3 separate regions of the Mus musculus genome follow, and all the other regions are linked to region 2. Evidence: chromatin contacts called from public ChIA-PET and HiChIP or PLAC-seq data. All regions are on one chromosome and are shown on one strand. The core of a region is the stretch at or near the end of the contact, and the rest is flanking DNA. Distances in the headings are between cores, read along the strand shown.

Region 1 (3,255 bases), core at 676-3,175, 490 kb after region 2:
CTCACCAGCCCTTTGTATCTTTTAATGGTTGAAAATAATCAAAAGATGAATTATATTTCATGTTATATCAAAATTATATATGTCTAACTCAGCATCTACAATAAAGTCTTTTTTAAAAAGATTTATTTATTTATTATATGTAAGTACACTGTAGCTGTCTTCAGACACTCCAGAAGAGGGAGTCAGATCTCCTTAAGGACACTCCAGAAGAGGGAGTCAGATCTCATTAAGGATGGTTGTGAGCCATCATGTGGTTGCTGGAATTTGAACTCAGGACCTTCGGAAGAGCAGTCAGTGTTTGTTGTGACTTAATCCCTGAGCCATCTCTCCAGCCCCTACAATAAAGTTTTATTAGAACACTTATATCCTGTGTCCACCGCTTTGCTTTGTTATGAAGACAAAGTATTAATAACTATGTAGCCCAGGCTGGCCATCAACTTCCTGTCTTGGCCTTTTGGGTGCCTGTGTTACCATACCTGGGCACACTGTTTTTCTCAACATAAGTCTAAGACTGTGTCCCAGAACACCTAACATATTTACTAATTGAACTTCCCAGGAAGAAAAAAAAAAGGTTGCAAACACTTTGCCTGCAGTGTGGAACAACCACAGGAAATATTAATGTCTTAAGAGAGTCAAACAAGAAAGAGAGAGAGAGAGAGAGAGAGAGAGAGAGAGAGAGAGAAGGGAGGAAGGAAGGAAGGCCACTTTAGCTGTAAGACACTGGTTCATGTCTCAAAAATACCAAAAAAAAAAAAAAAACCCAATAAAGAAACAAACACAAGCACTAAGCCTTCATCTTCCAACACACACACAAGACAGCACTTTCACTCTGGATGCTAGAGCAAGCAAGGGTGTGTGTGTGTGTGTGTGTGTGTGTGTGTGTGTGTGTGTTCTGAGGGTGAATTCTACTGCCCTTGCTCTCCAGCTGGAAAAAACAAGCACAAACAAACTAGTTGCTGGCTCAGGGCTGCGTGTATTTCACCACCGTACCCCCCAGGTTTTTTCCTGTTTCCAGGTAGCAGGCGTGCTGCGGCATGATTGACCTGGCTACATTTGTTTGTTTCCTGGTGCATAAAATATCATTCTACATGTTTACAAATTCATACTTGGATTCTTCACAGCACTTCTGGGACATCTCTTAAAAATCTGAAAAGTATCTGATTCTGCTAAAATGCAGAAACAACTACAGAAATTATAAAGGAAAGGCCCTTCCAAAATTAAAGTACTAAAAAAAATCACAAGTGTTTTTTTCTTTTCTTTTCTTTTTTTTTTTTAAACTAGAGGCGGGGAGGCTGAGGTGGTATCTGGGGCACCGGGTTACCTCAGCGATGGTCCTGAAAGCTGGAGCTTTTGAATATTTTCCCGTAATTTTGAATTTTGTAAATCCATAATCCAATAAAAAATTTCACGTGAACTAGCATTTCCATGCATAGGTGTTCCGAAATTACCATTTTCCCAATACGGATCCCCGCGAACGCTCGCTCGCGCTCCGAGTCTCTTCCAGGTCGCCCTTCCTTGCGACCAGCATTTGTTCTCTATGCCCCCATCCAGCCCTAGGACAGAACGTGGACCCCCGCCCGCCAGCGCAGGCGACACCGCGGCAGGGGGCTGAGGTGCGCACGGCGTCTGGGGCGAGGGGTTACCTCAGCGATGGTCTTTGACACCTGAAAGCTGGAGCTTTTGAAGAGCCCCACCACCTTCAGCTTCAGGGGCGGCTCGGGCGGCAACCGCACGTGACATGCTGGGGGCTTCGACTTGGGCCGGCACGGCTGCTGGGTGGCCATGGCAGGGACAGCAGAGAGCCCGGAACACAAATAGTGCGAGTCGCCAGGGCAACCGCGTGGCTCCTCCCCGAACGCCCGCAAGGGGCGGGACCTGAGTGAGTTCGTGGGCGGGGCCTCGCATCAACTTCAAGCCTGTTGCTGGTGGAAGCCGAGCCGGGAACAAGGGAGGAACCTGTAGGCCGCGGTGCGGAGAACCCACCGAAGGACCTAAGAATCTGGAACAGTCCACCCGAGATTCCTTCCAGGACTGCCGGCGGCCTCGCGCAGCCAGCCCGGGATTTGCAGCCGACCTTCTTTCCGGGTGGAAGGACGGCCTTTGTCCCAGTAACGCAGGAGTCGCCCCCCACCCCCAACCAGCTCGCGTTCCTGGGTCGGGGCAGCGCAGGACAGGGCAATAAGCCTGTGCGCGCAATCCGCCTCGCCGCCCTTGCTCCGAAGCACTCCAGCCATGAAGCTCAACTTTTCTCTACGGCTGAGAGTTTTCAATCTCAACTGCTGGTAAGTAAGTGCTCCCAGGCGTGGGCTGCAGCCTCGGAGCCACCTTCCAGTCCCCTCTCGCACATGCCTAGGAAGGAAGCAGGTCTTCTTCAGCCGAGCTAGACCCTGTCCTTCCCGAACCACCAAAGTCCACATCGCCTAAAGACCAGAGCTTGGGTGGTTGCAGCAATCACCAAAGTCCCTATCATCCAAAGCTGAGGTGATGACAGCAGTAATCGTCCCAAACCTGGCCCATGTCTTTCCTTTTAAATGATTTACTTTTATTTTATGTACATTTGGTGTTTTGCCTGTATGTATGTCTGTGTGAAGGTGCCAGATTCTCTGGAACTGGAGTTACAGACAGTTGTAAGCTGTCATGTGCTTGCTGGAAATTGAACTGCTGACCCATCTCTTCTGCCCCCTGCGTCCTCCACCCCTTTTAGGGACATCCCCTACCTGAGCAAACATAGGGCGGACCGCATGAAGCGCTTGGGAGACTTTCTGAACTTGGAAAACTTTGATCTGGCTCTCCTGGAGGAGGTGAGGTTGTAGGGCAGGCTAGGTTGGAGGAGGGCAGCAGGCGGCAGGCGGCGCAGGAAAACTGTTCTGTCTGGGATGAAATCCAAGCAAGTATCCTCACCTTCTTCCTCAGGTGTGGAGTGAGCAGGACTTCCAGTACCTAAGGCAAAGGCTATCGCTCACCTATCCAGATGCACACTACTTCAGAAGGTGAAAAGCCTGTGTTCTCAGCCTGTTCTCAGACGAGGAAGCTCTCCAACATTCTTGCTTGCACCCTCGATCTTCTTCCTCTGGGTGTGAGAAGAGCAGGCCGTCACCCTCATCTTGCAAGGGCTGCTGTCTTAGGCTTTGTTCTGGGGTTGATCTTAGCAGTAGAGCTGGGAGACCGCGGAGGGGAAGAGGGCTGGCTGGGTACTCCCCTCCTTGCTCTTCTGGTTATTAAGCAAGAGTTGGTTTTCAGCGGGATGATAGGCAG
Region 2 (3,342 bases), core at 555-3,054:
GATTTTTAAATTTATTTTTTATTTTTGGTTCTTTCCAGTGTTATATTTCATACTGTTAAGCCAGCAGACTTGTGTTCTCACAGATAAATCTTAGGAGGCAAAGGCAGGTGACAGCAGACAAATGGGCACCAAACCCATCTCTTAAACTAGTCTCTGTAGTTTCTTCCAAGCCTGACATGAACAAATTGCAGTTTATAAAAATGAAAATACTTCTGTGTCTCATCCATTGCTCTTCCTCCTAGGGACCCTGGGAAACGGCGTGCCAGGGCCTCCTCGTGCCCTAGCAGCTCAGACCTGAGCAGGAAGGAAACCAGGGCAGGTGAGTGTGCCTCTCTGCCCTCAGCATCATAGCAGATGAGAGTGCCTCTCCTCCTTCAGCATCCAGAGCAGGTGAGAGTGCCTCTCCTCCTTCAGCATCCAGAGCAGGTGAGTGTGCCTCTCCGCCTTCAGCATCCAGAGCAGGTGAGTGTGCCTCTCCGCCTTCAGCATCCTTCATTCTCAAGATCTTTGTGCTGTTAAACAGTGTGACTTGTTTTTCAAAGACAAATGTTAGGTGGAAGTCAAGGAGAGTCTAGAGTGCCACACCGAGCCCTTAGTAACTCTGTTCGACAACTTCAGGAACTGGATCCAACTTGCTCAGAAACCATTTGTTTTCTAAGTTTTCATTTTTCACTGCCGTCTTAAACCAGTATCCAGGTCTGCTGCCTTCAATGTAGACAGAAACTCACAGAAATTATAGCTTGAAGGTATCTGGAGGGTTTGTGTGCAGATTTAATATCAGTGTAAATCTAAACTTAAGTTCAAAAGCATTGCCCACTTAAATGAAGAAGGTTTTAATTCTTCAAGATTTTTTGTTTTTTGTTTTTGTCTTTAAAATAAAGAAAAAGATACAAATGTGGCACATTGTTAACATTGGACCAAACTAGTCAGGGTAGGACAGCTGTCTGTTACATTAAATGAAACTATATTATGAAAGCCCTTTAGGGACTTTATTCTGCCTGAGGAAATATGAAATAATACAGACCAATGGTTAGAAATGGTGCAAAGTCAGGCAGTGAGAAAAATGAGCCAGGGAACATTTGTTACACTATACCACTGTAACATTGTAACACTGTAACATTGTAACACTGTAACATTGTAACATTGACTGTACAACACAAGCAGCAGGTGAAACCTTAAGTTGTGGAAACAAGAGTTAGGGAGCTCTGTGTCACACCTAGAAAAACAAACATGCTGTCACCCCCATTTCAAAGGCTGGTGACCCCCCCCCCCATGGGGAAGGATCTAGATAAGGCAGGCATAAGAAGGTTTTAAGCCTTCAAGGTTTTTGTTGTTGTTGTTGTCTTTAAAATAAAAAGATACAAACGTAGCACATTATTAGCATTGAACCAAACTATTCAGGGTAGGACAGTGTCTGTTATATTCTTCATAGTTTTTTTTTTTCATTTCACACAAAAGTTTATGTCGGGCTCTATGAGTACACATCTATAATCTGAACATTTTGGAAACAGAGACAGGGTTATGAATTGCAGGCCATTCTGAGCTACAGTAAGACCTTGTCTCAACAAAAATAAAAAATGATGATAAATGATATCAATCTAGCACCGTGTAAAAGATGTTATCTTCAAACTAGCCCCTCACCAGTAAGGAGACAGTTAGTGGTCACCTGCAATGTATCTAGAACTCAGGAGAATCTAAGCCTTCCAATTCCCTAGACAACATTGTTGCTAAGGGGTTTACGTTTGCATGCTAAAAACACCAGCCAATGCTAACAATGTATCAAGCTGTTGGGTCCAAAGCTGAAAGCTGTGGTTAACAGCTATAACCACGGAGACAGCAGAATCTTCAAAAACAGGCAGTATTTCTTGCCTGACTTACCCAATTTTCCTGTTGAATCATTATTTTTATATTTAGCAAGCAGTGAACCTAGATGAAAGTCCTTTTTAAAATTTGAAGTTGTTCCCCAAGACTGGGCCACACTGTGTGTTTGTAGACATGCTTCAGTTTCTAGAATTCACTGGGGATAGGGTATGGAATGGAGGTGATGGGGGCAGTGAGGACCACATGGGGATACAGAAGCAAGGCCATAGCAAGACACAACCACATTAGTGGGGATTCCTGGGAGACGACCGAGAAGAAATTCTTATACCACAGTGTTTAGCTAACTTCTCAAAATGAGTCTGAGAAGTCTCAGAAGGGTCTGGAGGTAACTAAACTTGGGTGATTTCTGACTCATCTTGATAATCATTTCTTCCTGGGGGGAGCATGTTGACTGATTTCACTCTTCCTGGGGAACTAGTTGATCGCTCAGCTTTACATTGAAAAGCACACTGTGTAGGGGTTTCGTTTTGGTTTTTTGTTTTTTTTTTAAGACCACATGGATTTAAAGCCTGAATTTCTAGTAATTTGGGGTTTTGATGTGTTAGAGCAGGTTCCTACTCCAATAGATGATGCCACAGCTCAATGTCAGAGTCTTTTTCTCGAACCCTTTACCATATTTTTTGAGATGGTCTCTCGTTGGACATGGAGCCACATTCTGGCCACACTGAGCTGGTCAGTGAGCTCGCAGGATCTGCCTGTTTCTGCTCCTCTGCTCTGGGGTTACAGCACCATGCCTGGCTTCTTTTATATGTGCTGGGGATCCAAGCCTGGGTCCTGAAGCTTGCAGCAGCAGGTGCCTTACCCACCGAGCCATCTCCCCAACCTGCTTTCTAGCAAATTTAAGTGTTTCCTATATATGTCAAGGAAATTGACTGTTGTTGACTTAACAACTTCTGGCTTTTTGTTTGCCTTCTTCAATACTGAGTCTGTTCATATCCTTTGGCCTCTAAGTGGATTAATTACCTAGGACTATGAGCGGCGGTCTTCTTATACTGCGTGGCTATTTGTATTTACTTTTAGAATTACATGCTTGTTTGTTTTGTTTGTTTAATGTGAGTACATGGTTGCTCTCTTCAGACACACCAGAAGAGGGCATCGGATCCCATAGCAGATGCTTGTGAGCCACCATGTGGTTGCTGGGAACTGAACTCAGGACCTCTGGAAGAGCAGTCAGGGCTCTTAACCGCTGAGCCATCTCTCCAGCCCCATGTGCATGTTTTATCCAGTTCAAGCACACTCAAAAATCCAAAAAGCAGAGATGATGGTCTACAGTCTTTTGTCTGCCATTCTGAAAACCTCAACATCCCAAACGTTGAAATAGCTCTAGTGGCAATGGCAGATCCGACCAGAGCTGTAGTGTTGGCCCCTCTAGTGTGAGCGTTCACGTGTTACGCTGGAGGGTGGTGCTCCGAAGTCCCTGTTGTGAACACTGCTTTCATTCTGAGATCCAGGCATTTCTGA
Region 3 (3,124 bases), core at 603-3,102, 440 kb after region 2:
AAGTATTTACTTTATGTGGGTGGATGTTTCTGTATGCATGTATGCATGAGGACCACATCTGTGCCTGGTTCCAGAAAAGTGAGAAGAAGTCATCAGATTCTCTAGGACTGGAGTTGCACATGATTGACAGCTGCCATGTTTCTCTGGAAGGGGAAGAGTTCTTAACCACTGAGCCAAGCCTCCAGCCCACTGTAGCAAAGTCTTAATGGAATTCCTTCTCTTGCTCAGACTAGAAAATCTATCTTGGGTATAAGAGAGAGAGAGAGAGAGAGAGAGAGAGAGAGAGAGAGAGAGAGAGAGAGAGAGAGAGAGAGAGAGAGAGAGAAAGAGAGAGAGAGAGATGAATGGATCCAAATAGACCAAAGAAACATTCACATCCAATAAGTTTATACATTGCTATAGTTTGGGTTTCAGATATCTCCCAGAGGTCCACTGTATTGATAAGATTTTTGTCACGGTGACATATGCTAGTCATCTGGGATGAGGGACAAGCAACTGAGAACTGCCTCCATTAGATTAGCCCATGGGCCTATCTATAGCACATGTTCTTGATTAGTGATTGATGTCCACTGTGGGCGGTGACACCCCTAGGGAGGTAGTCCTGGATTGCATAAGAGAACAGCCTGAGCAAGCCATGGAAAGCTAGCCAGTAAGCTGGCTCCCTCTGATTAAGTTCCTGCCTTGGCGTCCCTCTAGGATAGTCTGTAACCTATAAACCAATTAAATGGTTTCCTCACCAAACATTTTAGTCAGTGTTTTAACAGAGCAACAGAGAGGCAAACTCTAAGACAGCCTCTCTCTGGGGCACTGAAGTGAAGGCTACCCATTCACTACTCCATCAAAAAATAAAAATTAAAAACTATTTTGAGCAAACTTTGAAGGAAGTGTGGCTTAAATGGGATGGACTGGTTTATCCAGTAGCAGCCATTTCAAGGCAGCACAGCATCTGCATCAGCAACACAGGCATTGTGAGCTGCTTTTTGCAAACTTACTGTGAAAATTAGGACAAAGAGTAACAGAAAGGATAAGTTCAGACAGCTTGTAGCACTATCACTGAAAGAGTGTTCAGGCCACTGCAAAGAAGGGTATAGCTGCTGAGGAGATTAGCATCAACACAAAGAAGCTACATGGCCAGTCGTATTATTTGAATACTTTTCATCACCGGGGAGTGCAACTGTAATAGGATTAGGAGATGTGGCTTTGCAGAATTTGCCACCATGCTCTCCACCATAATAATGGACTGACGGTCTGAAGCTGCAAGCAAGCCCCAATCAAATGTTTTCCTTTGTAAGAGTTGCTGTGGTCATGGCGTCCCTTCACAGCAATGAGAGCAATGACTAAGACAGTGGTGGGGCTGAGTTCCAAATGCCACCCTCCTTACCTCTCCAGAGTAGCAACACAAGTTCCACTGGCAATCAAGACTAGTAGATGCATTTTTTGCTGCATATTGGGTTTTTTAAAAATGTGAACATGTGTGCAGTGCATGTGAAAGCCACAAGAAGAGACCAGAGCCACTGCCCTTAACTGCCAGGCCTTTTCTCTAGCCTCTTCAGATTGGATTAATTTGCATGAGCCCAGGTAGCAGTTGTCTGAGGTCTTATGTCACTGAAACTATTGCAGCATCCCCAGTTATAACATCTTATGGAAACTCAGACCTCCTCCAGCCTTACAGACCTAAGACTGAAGAAATGTGAAAGGCCACTCTCATTACCCAACTGTGATGCTCAAGGCTACATTCTCTAACTTAGAACATGTGCTGGTATCTCCTGACTAATGTCAAAACTGAATACTCAGGAAGCTATTGTATCTCTCAATTAGGCCAGGTACTTCCTGGTAAAGGGCATGTTGGCTTCATGAATTTGAGGTTACCACAGTATTTCCTGTGCTATTAAACTGATTCCTTGCTTAGCAGTAATACTATATAGGGCTGGGGAACGGCTCAGTGGGGAAAGTGATTGTTGTAAAAGATCAGGACCTAGTTTAGATCCTTAGCACTCAAAAGCAGCATGTGATGGTGCCCACCAGTAATCCCAGTCCCGGGAGGAAGGAGGAGACAGGAAGGTCCCAGAGACTCACTGATCAGCCAGCCAGTCTAGTCAATCAGTGAAGGTCCTAGTTCAATGAGAGGACCCTGTCTCAAAAAACAAGATAAAGAACAATTGAAAGACATCTGAACATGTATGCACACACATGCACATAAGTACACACACACACATCACTACTACAGGAATGTCATTATGATTGTCTTGGTGTTCTATAGATGTGATGAGACACTATGACCATGGCAACTCTTATAAAGAAAAGCATTTAATTGAGGGGGGTTTACAGTTTCAGAGCTTCAGTCCATTGCCACTGTGAAAGGGAGTGTGGCAGCATGCAGGCAGACGTAGTGCTGGAGAAGGAGCTGAGAGCTCTACATCTAGATCCATAGGCAGCAGCAGGAGACTCTTGGCTTGGCATGGGTTTCTGAAACCTCAAAGCCCATCCCTAGTGACAACATTCCCTTGTTGGAGGAATCTAACAAGGCCACACCCTCCAATCCTTTCAGATAGTGCCAACAGACCAAGCATTCAGATCTATGAGCCTATTGGGGCCACTTTCATTCAAACTACCACAATGATGAGTGAAGCAACCACGAGTACATGAATGGAATGGTAATGCTGGCAGGTATGTTATGGACAAGGGAGGCAGTCCTTATCCAGAATATGTACTTGTACATATGTGAAGATGAAGCTCTGATTCCTCTTTTATTATTATTTTATTTATTATTATATCTACGTCAGATCTCATTACAGATGGCTGTGAGCCACCATGTGGTTGTTGGGATTTAATTTTTTTGTTTGTTTGGTTTTTTTTGGTTTTTCGAGACAGGGTTTCTTGTATAGCCCTGGCTGTCCTGGAACTCACTCTGTAGACCAGGCTGGCCTCAAACTCAGAAATCCACCTGCCTCTGCCTCCCGAGTGCTGGGATTAAAGGCATGCACCACCATGCCTGGCTGGTTGTTGGGATTTGAACTCAGGACCTTCGGAAGAGTAGTCAGTGCTCTTAACCGCTGAGCCATCTCACCAGCCCCACTGATTCCTTCTTAATGACATAGCAAACTCCAGACCAGTGAGAGACTCT

What was found. ChIA-PET counts read pairs in DNA pulled down with a chosen protein or histone mark. HiChIP or PLAC-seq counts read pairs in DNA pulled down with a chosen protein or histone mark.
Region 1: an RNA polymerase II ChIA-PET map of memory CD8 T cells shows a contact between it and region 2, with 11 read pairs. The contact joins the promoter of Smpd2 here to the enhancer-like site in region 2. A contact is called at or near these places in 7 of 39 promoter capture datasets (the 3T3-L1 cell line, 3T3-L1-derived adipocytes, the C10 cell line and 4 more), 7 of 484 Hi-C or Micro-C datasets (the Ba/F3 cell line, the G1E-ER4 cell line, the HPC-7 cell line and 3 more), 1 of 115 datasets of contacts at active chromatin or transcription factors (memory CD8 T cells) and 1 of 9 other capture datasets (embryonic stem cells).
Region 3: a BATF HiChIP or PLAC-seq map of CD8 T cells shows a contact between it and region 2, with 5 read pairs. The contact joins two enhancer-like sites. A contact is called at or near these places in 7 of 39 promoter capture datasets (the 3T3-L1 cell line, 3T3-L1-derived adipocytes, the HPC-7 cell line and 3 more), 2 of 484 Hi-C or Micro-C datasets (the C10 cell line and cortical neurons) and 1 of 115 datasets of contacts at active chromatin or transcription factors (CD8 T cells).

The regions. Positions count from the first base shown.
Region 1 is chr10:41,489,010-41,492,264 of GRCm38.p6, reverse strand. Smpd2 (sphingomyelin phosphodiesterase 2, neutral) reads left to right here and starts at 1,925. Exons shown (of 10, transcript NM_009213.2): 1 at 1,925-2,282; 2 at 2,705-2,801; 3 at 2,914-2,990; 4 at 3,241-3,255. The coding sequence starts at 2,233. It overlaps Ppil6 (peptidylprolyl isomerase (cyclophilin)-like 6), which reads right to left and starts at 1,826. Exons shown (of 8, transcript NM_028430.1): 1 at 1,644-1,826. The coding sequence starts at 1,784.
Region 2 is chr10:41,977,498-41,980,839 of GRCm38.p6, reverse strand. Armc2 (armadillo repeat containing 2) reads left to right here. Exons shown (of 18, transcript NM_001034858.3): 6 at 243-319. Among named protein-coding and RNA genes, the nearest start is that of Gm33058, 20 kb to the right of the region's middle. Within about 2 kb of position 1,804, at least 78 of the 459 cell types and tissues checked have an H3K27ac peak or open chromatin away from gene starts, as enhancers often do. A contact at or near this core is called in the Ba/F3 cell line, CD8 T cells, the G1E-ER4 cell line and 4 more, where this site is marked.
Region 3 is chr10:41,535,624-41,538,747 of GRCm38.p6, reverse strand. No RefSeq gene overlaps it. Among named protein-coding and RNA genes, the nearest start is that of Gm17196, 16 kb to the left of the region's middle. Within about 2 kb of position 1,852, at least 10 of the 459 cell types and tissues checked have an H3K27ac peak or open chromatin away from gene starts, as enhancers often do. A contact at or near this core is called in CD8 T cells, where this site is marked.